Regions from separate parts of the Mus musculus genome. Here all the other regions are linked to region 2. A link is a contact called in public HiChIP or PLAC-seq data. All regions are on one chromosome and are shown on one strand. Each heading gives the region's core, a stretch centred on a gene start, on an enhancer-like site or on the middle of the called end of the contact. The rest is flanking DNA. Distances are from core to core; before and after follow the strand shown.

Region 1 (3,767 bases), core at 724-3,223, 770 kb after region 2:
TGGATTTATTTGGTTTTGTTTTTTGACACGGGGTCTCCTGTAGCCCATGTTGGCTCTAAATGCAATGCATAGTTGGGGATGCCCCTGGGTCTCCGGTTCTCCTGCTTCTTTACCGCTTAAATGCTGGGCTCAGAGACATCTACCAGCAGGCTCAGTAGTGTGAAGATAAAACTCTTTATGCAGAGGTACAAGAAAAAAGAATTTGAGTCCTGCCTAGGGAAAGTCCTACAGCTCTCAGCTGTTTCTGAATCGCTTGCAGATGATGTCGAGCCTGGTGGCACTCACCTATGATCCTACCGTTTGGAAGGCTGAGGCGGGAGTTCAAGACCAGCCTGGGATACCCAGTAACACCATCTCACTTACACACATACACACACACACACACACACACACACTCACTCACACAAAGCATGATGTCAGGACTATATAATCCCAGTGTTCAGGTAGAGGTAAAAGGGGTTCAAGGCCATCCTTGACTACATAGTAAATTCAAGGCCAGCCTGAATGACATGAAACCCTGTCTCAAAAAACAAAAAGGGGGCTGGAGAGATGGCTCAGCGGGTAAGAGCACTGACTGCTCTTCTGAAGGTCCTGAGTTCAAATCCCAGCAACCACATGGTGGTTCACAACCATTCGCAATGAGATCTGGTGCCCTCTTCTAATGTGTCTGAAAACAGCTACAGTGTACTTACGTATAATAAATAAATCTTTAAAAAACAAAAAAAGAAAAAAAAAAACAAAAAGGAAAAATAAATCATAATAGGGCCAGAGATGTGGCTTGCTGGTGACAGGTCTTGCTGTGCATGCAGGGGGACCTGAGTTTGAGTGCCCAGTGCTGGAATAGCAGCTAGGCATGACTGTGCAGGCTGATGACCCCAGAATTCAGAGGCAGAGGTAAGATGCTGTGGGGTGCTAGCCAGTCATCCTAGCCAAAGCGGTGAGCTTCAGGTTCAGTGAGAAATCCTGTCACAAGGGAATAAAGCGGGAACAGAGGAAGAAAGACACCTTTTAGCCTTCCCTGGCTTCCACGCTCACGAGCATGGATGCAAATACTGGCACACCCGTACGCACGCACACATGCATACATAAGCATAAACCCCCACATACATACCGCACAGACACATTCCAATTTTAAAAAAATAATATAAGCCAGGCAGTGGTGGCGCATGCCTTTAATTCTAACACTCAGGAGGCAGAGGCAGGCGGATCTCTGTGAGTTCGAGGCTAGCCTGGTCTACAGAGCTAGTTCCAGGACGGGCAGAACTGTTGTACAGAGAAAGCCTGACTCAAAACAAAACAACCCCCTAAAACCAAAAATAAGTAAAAATATATTTATATATTTGTATATGTACATATATACAAATATACACACTATATATATTACATATATACATATGTTCATATATATTTGATTGATTGATTGATTGTTTGATTGGTAAAGATAAAGGGTGGGGGTGCAGTTCAGAGACAGGATCCTTACGTAGCATGTAAGAGGCCCAGCATTGCTAACCAGTCAGGCAGTCAGAGGATCCACATTTCTGGGTGTGGAACAGAATCCCCTGTCCCTTCCTCCAGACAGGGTGTCCCGATGACATAGGCCAGGGTTGCCCTCCATTTCTGCTTTTTCTGCTTGGTCGCCATCACTGAGTCCAGGGCACGAAGAGAAGCAGCAGATGTAGCACTAACCACAGGTACCTTAAACTGGACGTCTTCCGCTTGTGTTCCCACGTCTTCTGAACCCACTAGACAGCTTAGGACTGCTCTGTGACCAGTGTGCCCCAGCGAGCGGAGCCCCTCTTTGAACCTGGCTCAGCCTCTACTTGGCTCATTTATCAGGTCACATCCCACATCATCATGGGAAGTCAGGGTGCTGGACTCTTCCCAGAAACTGGAATGAAGATAGCTCACATGTGAATGGGCACATAATGGGTCAGAGCAAAGATATGCAGCTGATTGAGAGAGACACAAAGGCTGAGGCCGAGCAAGCCTCGACCTTTACCCTTTGGCCTCTGTTAGCATATCTAAAGGAAGAATGTGTCCCGGGGGTGGGCCTGTGAAGGGCAAGTTAGTCCAACCAAATACTTTTAAGATCTATGGGGAGGAGGGGTCCTGGCCCACCGTCTCTGGCGGCCTTGGGGTCTGACAGAGACTTTCCCTCTGACCTCCGACATTTCCTTTGGTGGCCTCTCTTTCTCCACCCCCTCCTTAAATGTGGATGTCTGCTGCTGTCCTGTCTGATCTCCCACATCCCTTACAGGACAGCATCTACCCCAGGGGCAGCCTCCTGTGCCCAGGACTTCAGTAGGAACCAGTAGGACTCAGTAGGAACCAGAGAGAAATGTGCCCACACTGGACTGAGTTCATCTTCCAGCCCTGCTTGGATCTTAAGAGATTTTTCTGACAAGCTGGTGTCTGGCCAGGTGGCTCTGTCGGTAAGAGAACTTGCTGTTGAGCCTGGTGGTGGGTGTTCCATTCCGAAACCCACGTGGTGAAAGTGCTCCTTTAATTCGTCTTCCAGTTACCATGTATTCAGGCAAATGCACCCCTCTTCCCACAGGTATCATGCGCCGGCCTCCCCCTACAAATAAGGTTTTAAGTAGAAGCTTCCTGTGAGTTATTTTGAGATAGTGTTCTGCTGCTTAGCCCAGGCTAGCCTTGAGCCATCAACCCTGCTTTAAAAGCCTCCAAGTAATTAGAGGCCTAGGCTAGGGTACTCTCTGCCCAGCACCCTTGGAATGTTTCATGATTTCATTTATAAGAACCTCTTAAAGGCTCCCTACTTACATGGCTGCAGACCCTAAATGCTTAGAACTGTTTCTGGTTTTGATTAAAACCCTTTAACTAGTTTGAAATGCACTATAAATTACTATTAACCCTTACCTTCCTAGGCTGCAGCATAAGTGCTGGAACTTGAATACACATATGGTGATACTGTACTGGGCTTCATATATGTTGTTTATGTATTTTGAGACAAGGACTTTCTGTAGAGCCCTGACTGACCGAAAACTCTCTATGTAGACCAGGCTGGCCTCCAACTCACAAAACTCTACCTGTGTCTCCCTCCTGAGTAGTGACTGGGCTTAAGAGCATACAGTGCTCCTGGTGTAATATGTGTCACTGGACATGGTGACAGATGTCTGTAATCTCAGGACTTGGGAGGTAGAGACAGGAAGATTCAGAGTTTGAGGCCAGCATGAGTTCTATAGGCCACTGTCTCAAAAATCAAAATATATGATTTGTTCTTGAGCTGGGCATAACAGTATCCCTGGAGCCTTATCTTAAGGAGCAGGAGAGGTTCTTGCATGGTTCAACCCACCTGGGCTACACAGTTAGACTCTGACTCAATTTTCCTGAGGGCACAGCCTTGTCCCTTGGCACCCTACCATCGTGTTGGGGTTCGGGCATCCCAGTAAAGGACGGATGCAGGTTGGTTGCTTCATCAGATTTGGTTCACTTGGTAACTGTACCTTTCCTGTTCTGAGTATGTTCCTATGACCTTTGTTAGAAATGGTTGGCTTCTGCCGTGCAGGTAGCCCCCAAGAGCACGGCTGAGAACGGGGCTCTGAAGTAGATACTCTTGGCCAAGGCGAAGCCCACCTTCATGGGTCAGGCTTCGTGGTGGCCACGGTGTCTCACGTCACCCCCTCCTTCACATTTCAGCAGGGAATTAAGGTTCTTGAAGGAACATCCAAATGTCATCCTTTGCAGATGACATTCAAGCTGGCCTTCAAAGGTCCAGGGAACTTCTCTAGAGGGGTGGAGATGGG
Region 2 (4,336 bases), core at 584-3,083:
ACAATGTTAAATACATCTACAGAGAATTCCCACTGACCGCTTACCCACTTCTTCTGGGGAACAGGAACCATTGCTAGTTGCAAAATCAAGACAATCACAGTGACACGTTTTCCCAAATCTTTGGCTGTATTGCAATGGTTGTTTCATTTTGTAATCTCCAACTGAACATACCCTAACCATGGATTAACAATATAGGTACTGACTGGTTTAACAGTATTTATCCAACATAACAAAATAAACTGCAATTTGTTATACTTTTTTTTTTTTTTACAAAACATTTTATAAATATTTTTACAAAATGTATACAAAGCAATTTCAAGTGAGACATACTATACAAATGAAGGTATTTAAGCAAATAAAGCCACGCCACACTGACAGTGAGTGACCGTCCTTGGAGCCGGCCAGCCTGTGAGGCCTCCCTAATCTAACAGAGTCTACTAAAGTCTCCAGAACTAAAGGGTTTCCTTATCGTAATTGCCAGTTCAAAATTTGCTTCATCTTTAGGCAGTACTTAAGGACACAGAAAATCAATGCGTAATAACAAATTCATACTTTTCCACAACAACAAACGGATTAAAAACAAAGGGAAGAAAAGGTGATTTTTTTTTTTTGTTACTGAGCACGCGTTCTAGAACTCAACTGACTAATGACCCTGAACCACCAACGTTGGCCACTGAGGCAGAGCGCTTCCCTTCAGCAGTGGGGGCTCGGGAGTGAGTTATGACCCATGTGGTGTAACCTAATCACAGGAGTAAAATACACTTTGTAATCTTCATTTGTCATTATCTAGAGTCTTTCCTCCATAAAAAGTAAACTTACATACAAGGACACAAAAATTTACAAGTTTCATTTTGGTACAGTAGGCTCTCCTTGTGTGGGACTAATGTCATGGTGAGAAGCCCTGTAACCTGACACACAGGAGAGAAAACTAGGGCCAGGGCCGGGGCTGGGGAGGGAGGGAAGAGATAACAAATATACACGAGACTTTCTTGTCTCTTGAGAATTCCACTGATTTGCAATAATTAAAGTAATTCATTAGTAGCCATGTGCTGCAGGCATCCAGGGGCCATCTTGAATGGTAACCATGTGGCTATGAGAAGAGCCTGTGACAGAGAGATCAGGGCAGCCCAGACAGAGGTCTAACTGGTAAACAACTCATCTTTCTAATGTGTTATAATACAGGAAGGAAGTCAGCAACTTGGACATTGGCACAGAGAAGGAAGAAAAGGACAACTCGAAGACAGCCCAGACTCTTCTAGTTTGGTTGGCTGGGCTGTGGGCGGGAGAAGGTCCATCGCTCTCAAAGACTGGCTGTCTCACAGAGTTTTTTTGTGTAGTGGACAGAGGGGTAAAAAAGGCCCACACAGTCTGCTATTGCTCAAATTTCTCTCCTTCTGTGTTTGAGGCAGGGGTGTGTTATATAGCCCAAGCTGGCCTTGAACCAGTGACTCTCCTGCTTTAGTCACCTGACTGTTGGGATTACAGGTGTATGCCACCATGCCTAGATTGTTGCTGTGTTATGTGAAAAAAAGATAAAAATCAAAATCAAAAGCCTTCCTTTCCATTGCAGGCCAATCTGGAAAAGAAACACTCTACATGATGACCATAGGGACAACTCCATTTTGGGGGTATAACGAAGCAGAGGAGATCAACGGATGCATTTACACAGCCTGGGGATGAACAGAGGGAGGAAGCCCTCACAGGCATCAAAGCTACCTCTGGATCCCAGAGGTTGATGGAGACGTGGGAGGAGGGTTGCAGACACAGCACTGTGGGCCATTACCACACAGGAAGAAGCAAGTAGCAACAGAACACGCCCTGGTGCAGGCCCGCACAGAGGGAAGGATGAGGGCCACTCCCGGAAAGGAACAAAAATAATAAAGAGGAAGGCTCGATCGCTATGGTGAACTGGACCACACACAGCGGGGGCGGGGCCAGGACATGGCCCCCTGTCTCCTGCCTCGGTTCCTTCCTTCAGTGGCCTGCTGGTTGTGACCTTTGGTTTACTGTGTTTGGGAATGAATGACTGATACTGTTGACTACTATTCTCACGAACAAGGCCAGAGTCCCGTTCAAAAGCCTCAACTGAAAGAGTACAACACAGTTTTTAAGTGAAAGCCTTTTGATGCTTGGCTAAGGGCTGAGGGAAAGGGGACAACGAGGTTGAATGGAACAGAATTCAGCGATAATAAAGAACATAGGTTATGTTGACTTCACCCAATTATAAAATGCAAACCTCTTTTAAGTTGATGGAATACACGGAGACCCCGGTGCCTCCCCAACTCGCTGCCTTACAACTGACTTCCACTGTTCCCTAGTGAGCCTGTGAGAATTTCAGGGCGTACACCTGGGGCTAAGAACAGACCATTCTCAGACAGAATTCAGCACGAATGTGTTGAAGACAAACACAAGGCTTTGCTTTTGCAGCATCGCACAGCACTGGATGTCAGGAGGATGCTCTGTGGCTGTGCTCCTGGCGTCTTAGCCAGGGCGGTGGGCTTCCAGGCAGAGCACCGGCTACCCACCACTCAGCGGGCTGGTCAGGGAGAGTCTTCCCTACGCAGATACCCTCTCCCCCTGGAACAGAACAAAACCAAACCACTACTTTGGAGCTGCAGTGAGAAAGTCTTTAAATCAGTCCTGTTTGATTTTTCTTTAATAAGTCTGTTCTTTTGAAATGACTTATGATTGTCAAAATTTTACCCAGGGCCAAGTGTACTGTGGTCTTGAGCGACAGTGCTAAGAAACAAACCACAAAACAAATTAACGAACAACAATGGCCGTAAGCACTTTCGTAACACTTGAAATGTGGAGGGCCTATCGGACTGCTTTCTAGAGAGAGGTGGGTGTACTGAGGGGTCTCCCCGCAGCCATGACGACATGTATTGCTCTTCAAAAGAACAGGGTGAGATTAGAAAGGATAACCTGTGATGGAGGACCAAGCAGGCTGGAGACAGACGGGAGCCGTTTCCATTTGCTTTGCTGGGAGAGAGTGTAACTGGTCCGGGGCAGGGTCTGGAGGAGGACGGCTGCTATTAACACTCTAGAATACTATTTACAGCTGCTTCTAAAATGGAGTCCGTTTCTACAACGCCTTCACTGTGGTCCGGGATGAATTTTTCTAGGCAGTTTTCCTGCGAAGCCATTGGAGAAAAGCTGGGGAAGTCCAGGTCCGCCGCACCGCTGGCCGTAGGGTCGCTTGGCGGCCGCCCCGAGTTCTTGAGTTCCAGGATGTTCTTAAAGGTTTTCTCTAGGCTCTTGGTGAGCTGGAGATCTGGCTGGGGCTCACCCGACCCTTTCATGATGTCTGTGTGTAAAACCTCATTCTTTGGGGAATTCCTCAGCGCTTTGTCCTGGAAGGAGTCGAGACAGGGCATCTCCATGTGCGAGCTGGCCAGGACGCCGGGGAGCTTGCTCTCAGAGCCGTGATCTGGCCTGGGCAAGCTTTTGCGGTGGCCCTCGGGGCCCGGAGAGCACCTGCTGACCTTGGCAGGGTCCCTCCGGCCGCCCTTGTCCTCAGGCGGACCCCGGTATTGGCCTAAGACCCCTCTGTCAAATTTCAGTGTTCTACTGTGGCCTTCTGACTTTTTAGAAATGTTTCCCTCTGCAGAGACCACGATGTGGTTAGGCACTAGATGAAACTGGTCATGATTCGTTGCTTCTGCCATGCCTGGCTTGGCTCGGTCTCTGCTTTGGGCCCTGGGCACCTGATGGAGCGAGCTGGTTTTGCTGCGATGCTGGTCACTCCTGTCAAGCGGGGTCTCAGGTACAGCTTCGTCAAGTTTGAAGGAACAACAGAAATCGGCCTGAAAACCCTCTGGAAAGGAGATCAGAAAGAACTTTAGCGGTCAGAGAACTAGCACAGGGCAAAGCCTCTCGATTGGGCAGGCACAAAGGCAACCCTGCAGTCCTGGCTAGCCCCACCCCTTGCCCTCTTCTGCTTATCTTCCCGCCCACTCCACTCATGACCCTTCCCTCAGAAACTCTCAGAGACAACTTAAGAGAGGAGAATCTTCTTCAAGTAGCCCAGCTTCCTGGGCCAGCTTCCACACAGGAAGCTGTATGCAGAGGAGGTACCTTACCAAGTGAGTTACAAGCCTACTCCCCAGTGTTTCTTTTGGGAACTAACTGCTCTGAAAATAAAAGTTCCAGCTTCAACCTGCTTCCTTCCTGAGAGCAGTGGACTTTGTGGCAAAGGGGACAACCTGTCTCTGAGTGATAGAGTTAATAGACAGGTGTGAGGACCCCACCACTTCTCCCAGAACATAAAGCAAATGGCAAAAAGGCACACACGTTAGCTGCCTGGAAGGACAGAAGGGCTTGGAGGAGCTATGTC
Region 3 (3,810 bases), core at 1,279-3,778, 650 kb after region 2:
TGGAGACAATCGGTTCAACACTGTGAGCGAATCGGGAACAGCCACGCTGAAAGCCCGGCCACGAGTCCGGCCCCTGTTGACTTTCATTCCTCTGGTGAGTATGCTCACTGCCCAGAGTCTGTTCTAGGTGGGCCACCTCACCTGCCAAAAATGGAGCAGGTCTGCCACATCCGCCTCGCCCACTGTCCACTCCCTTCCTTCCTGATGCCAACCCGGGGAGGCTTCTGGGAAGAGGCAGGGCTGAGACTCATAGCAGGAAGCTCGAGATCAGGAGAGGCACCCAGTGGTGGGGGCCAACTTGAACCCAGCAGGAGTTTTTTTTTTTCTCATTCCTGATGGCCACTGGTTGCCTGCCTGCCAGGCCCTGGATGCAGGGAGGATGTAGTTGGCATTACTTGTGCCCGCTCTAGGAGATGCTGCCCAGTAGAGCATTGGCCAGGCAGAGGCAGCCGGTGTTATTTACAAGGGATGATCAAGAAGGGCTTCCTGGAGGAGGCAGAATCTGAATTTCCTCATAGGATAAATAGTTGTGACACTTGGGAGAAGGGCATTTGAGATAGATTCTTTTGTGTTTATGAAACTACAGGAAACCAAAAGCTCTCATCTTTTGTTCCAAGATAGGATCTTGCTAGCCCTGGCTAGCTTGAATCGCTCAGTGGTTTTCCTGCCTCTGCCTCCCAAGTGCCAGCATTACAATTTCACCGAGCAAAGCAAACATCTATCTATTTATCTATCTATCTATCTATCTATCTATCTATCTATCTATCTATTATTATATAATATATAATATATATAATATATTATATATATGTATTATACATATATGTATATATAATGTTTATGAGTGTTCTGCCTTCATGTATATCTGTACACCATGTATGTACAGTGGTCACCAGAGGCCAGAAGAAGTTATCAGAAGCCCTAGAGGCAGAATTACAGGCACTTGTGAGCAGCCGTGTGAATGCTGGGAATCAAACATGGGTCCCCTCTAGAAGCCATCTCTCCAACCCCAAATAAATAGCTTAAAGGCCACAGTTGGGATTTTGCTCTTTGATAAGTAGAAGAGACTCCAAAGAACCACTCAGGAGTCCTGGCAAGATGGCTCAGTGGGCCAAGGTGCTTGCCATCAAATCTGATGATTTAAGCTTGATTCCCCAGAACCCATGGTGAAAAAAGAGAACAGATTCCTGCAGCCTGCCCGCTGACCTCCACATTTGGGCTGTGGCATGTGCTTGCTGCCTGCCTCTCCCCCACGCAAAATAAATAAGTAAATGTACAAAACAAACCCCCACTGGATAAATGGTTCTGTTCTCCTAAGGCTGTTCGATCCAAGTCTCCCGTGTGGTTTTAAAGGGGCTCTATTAAAAGTAAAATCGAAAACATCTTGTATGGGAGTTCATGCCTACAGTCCCAGCACCTGGGAGGTAGAAGCTGGTAGATCAGGAGCTCAAGGAAGCCTGGCCTATAAGCCTGGACTAGGTGGGACCGTGTCTCCAAAAGGCCTAAAAAGCAAAGGAAAGTTAAAAACTAGAAAGAAATAAATGCCCTGGCTTTATTTCCCAGTAACAAACCCCGGCTAAGTGTGGGGGTCCTGTCCCACAGCCCCAACATTTTGAGAGATGGAATTCCGTCATCCTTGGCTACATGAGACCCTGTCTCAAAACCCAGCCAACAGACAAACAACCACGCCTTTCAGGTCATGTATTTTCTGTTTAAAAGTGACCTCTGAGGCTGAGGCTGTAGTTCAGTCAGCAAAGTGCTTGCTCGCACCTCTGGATTCAGCGTCCCAAAAACAAAAACCAAACAGGACTGGCTGAGCCCGCCTGTGATTGAAGCACTTGAGAATTAGAGGCAGAAAGATCAGAAGTTCAAGGTCATAGACACAGATTTGTCACTTTCAACTAGAAGGTTAAAACAAAAAACAAACAAACAAACAACAAACTTCTGCCCAATTCATTTCCAGAGATGCTCACAACTGTGTAAAGACTCCTGTGGCCAAGGTGATGATCAACTGAAGTTAGCATCCTATATCTAGAAGTGAATTCCAGGCTCCCCTCACTGCCTCATAGCGAATTCTGGAGATGGTGGTATAGGAGCTGCCACACCTGTCCCTGAACTGGTTAATGAATAATGACTAGCTCCTAATGTCCTGGCCCCTCCCCCAGGGTCAGTGAGGCCCCCTCCAGTCTCTTACATCTTCTCCCCACCCACCTATTCTGGGCCTTTACTGCTGCCCCCACTGCCCCCACCCCAATCTGGGCAGAACCTCAGGAAGTCTATGGAAGATTCAGGCTAAGTCAAGGCTTTTAGGACTGCTCCGGCCTGGAGTACTGGGCCTCTTGAGGACATCCCTTGGGAACATTCTTTCTGCACAAACCAGGAAGTCCCCACTATGCAGAATGAGAGAGGACTGACATGTCAAACTAATAACCGAAACCCATTGGGTCCATGGGAGTGTGTTGTACAGAGCCAGAACTGAACCCAGGAGGGACGTTTACCACATTCCTTCAGTGCTGGCTAAGGTAGAGCTGCCTGCCTGGCCCCACCCTCCCTGAGAGCACAGCTAACACAGGAGTTCCAAAGAGCATATATCCCTGAACAGAGAGAGCCATCCCCTCCCTAACGCATGCCAAAAACCCCCACTTCACAGCCCGAGGCTCTAGCCCTGAGACCGGAAATGATTTGCATATTGTCCTGCAGAGCCCAGACCCACGCTCCCAGAGGCCAAGTCCCAGGTCCAAATGCCCCTCAGGCTGCCCTAACCTTCCCTCCATGCCCCACCTGGCAGCTTTGTCTTCCCCTTCCAGGGCCCTTGACAGAATTACTCCCACCTCCCTGGCCTGGTGCTCGCCACCCTCGTCCTGTGTCGCCTTCTGGATCTTGGAATCTTCGAGGCCCTAATGAAATGGTTTCAAGGGTGTGAGGAGTTTTAGCTGAGGACTCTCAGGATCCACCAAATTCAGACCCTTTGGCCTAATTGCTGCTCTGATCTTGCTTCAGGTTACAGGGCTGGAGTAGCTTCCAGCCTCGCTCACCACCTGCTCTGGGTGAAGGTCAGTTGAGTAGCTCATTTTTTCCTATCTGATCTTGGGGCCCCTTCCATAGGCTCTGGGCTTTCTTCCAGTGCCCCAGGTGCGAGTGTGGGCTCACTTGTTCAGAACCCCAGTCCCATGTCAGGGTGGGAGGGTCTCTGGGCCAGTACCTGAGCCTTGCCCCTTCTGCCTGGTGTGGTATTAAACCTCTAAGGGCCTCACTCAGTCCTTTCTTACCCTCCCACCTGCAGAGAGCACCTCCCAGGCCTGGAGGTGAGCAAGGGAAGCCACCAAGCAGCATCACCCTGGCAAACAGATGAGGCAGGCCCAGCCAGGGTCTTTGAGCCCTGCCTGGGTGTCTTCTGAATGTCCTCTCATCTTTTAAGAGCCAGCCAGGGGACAGGTTCAAAAAGAGGGTTGTCCTCAGGTGCCTTACTCTAAGAAATACTTTCTCGAGTCTCCATAACCAAAGGCCAACCATGAAACAGACCTTTGGGGTCCTTGGTCATCAGATCCCTGTTCCCAGTCCCCGCTCTACCTTGGGTTGTGGAGTTACAGAGGACCAGACCCTTGTTCTCTTCCAGGCCTCTGATTTCTTTAACCTTTGGTAGGGCTTACTACTGTGAATCGTCCCCTAGGGTGTCCCCAGCTGTGAGTTTCTGTGCTAAGTGACTATACGGGCACGGGAGGGGGCATGGCAAGCTCTTACACATGCCTCACACACAGATCCGGATTCTTCCTGGAGGAGGGTTGCTTTCTGGCCACCAGGCCCACCCAC

The links. HiChIP or PLAC-seq counts read pairs in DNA pulled down with a chosen protein or histone mark.
Region 1: an H3K27ac HiChIP or PLAC-seq map of embryonic stem cells shows a contact between it and region 2, with 7 read pairs. The contact joins two enhancer-like sites. A contact is called at or near these places in 1 of 39 promoter capture datasets (liver) and 1 of 115 datasets of contacts at active chromatin or transcription factors (embryonic stem cells).
Region 3: a contact with region 2 is called in an H3K27ac HiChIP or PLAC-seq map of embryonic stem cells, with 10 read pairs. The contact joins two enhancer-like sites. A contact is called at or near these places in 9 of 39 promoter capture datasets (the 3T3-L1 cell line, the HPC-7 cell line, hematopoietic stem and progenitor cells and 4 more) and 2 of 115 datasets of contacts at active chromatin or transcription factors (bone marrow-derived macrophages and embryonic stem cells).

The regions. Positions count from the first base shown.
Region 1 is chr17:47,569,863-47,573,629 of GRCm38.p6, forward strand. It overlaps a transcript of Ccnd3 not described here. Among named protein-coding and RNA genes, the nearest start is that of Ccnd3, 22 kb to the right of the region's middle. Within about 2 kb of position 1,974, at least 25 of the 459 cell types and tissues checked have an H3K27ac peak or open chromatin away from gene starts, as enhancers often do. A contact at or near this core is called in embryonic stem cells, where this site is marked.
Region 2 is chr17:46,798,013-46,802,348 of GRCm38.p6, forward strand. Bicral (BRD4 interacting chromatin remodeling complex associated protein like) reads right to left here. Exons shown (of 11, transcript NM_001100452.1): 11 at 104-3,817. The coding sequence ends at 3,036. Among named protein-coding and RNA genes, the nearest start is that of Rpl7l1, 18 kb to the left of the region's middle. Within about 2 kb of position 1,834, at least 21 of the 459 cell types and tissues checked have an H3K27ac peak or open chromatin away from gene starts, as enhancers often do. A contact at or near this core is called in embryonic stem cells, where this site is marked.
Region 3 is chr17:47,446,578-47,450,387 of GRCm38.p6, forward strand. It overlaps AI661453 (expressed sequence AI661453), which reads left to right. Exons shown (of 5, transcript NM_145489.2): 2 at 1-94. Among named protein-coding and RNA genes, the nearest start is that of AI661453, 12 kb to the left of the region's middle. Within about 2 kb of position 2,529, at least 43 of the 459 cell types and tissues checked have an H3K27ac peak or open chromatin away from gene starts, as enhancers often do. A contact at or near this core is called in embryonic stem cells, where this site is marked.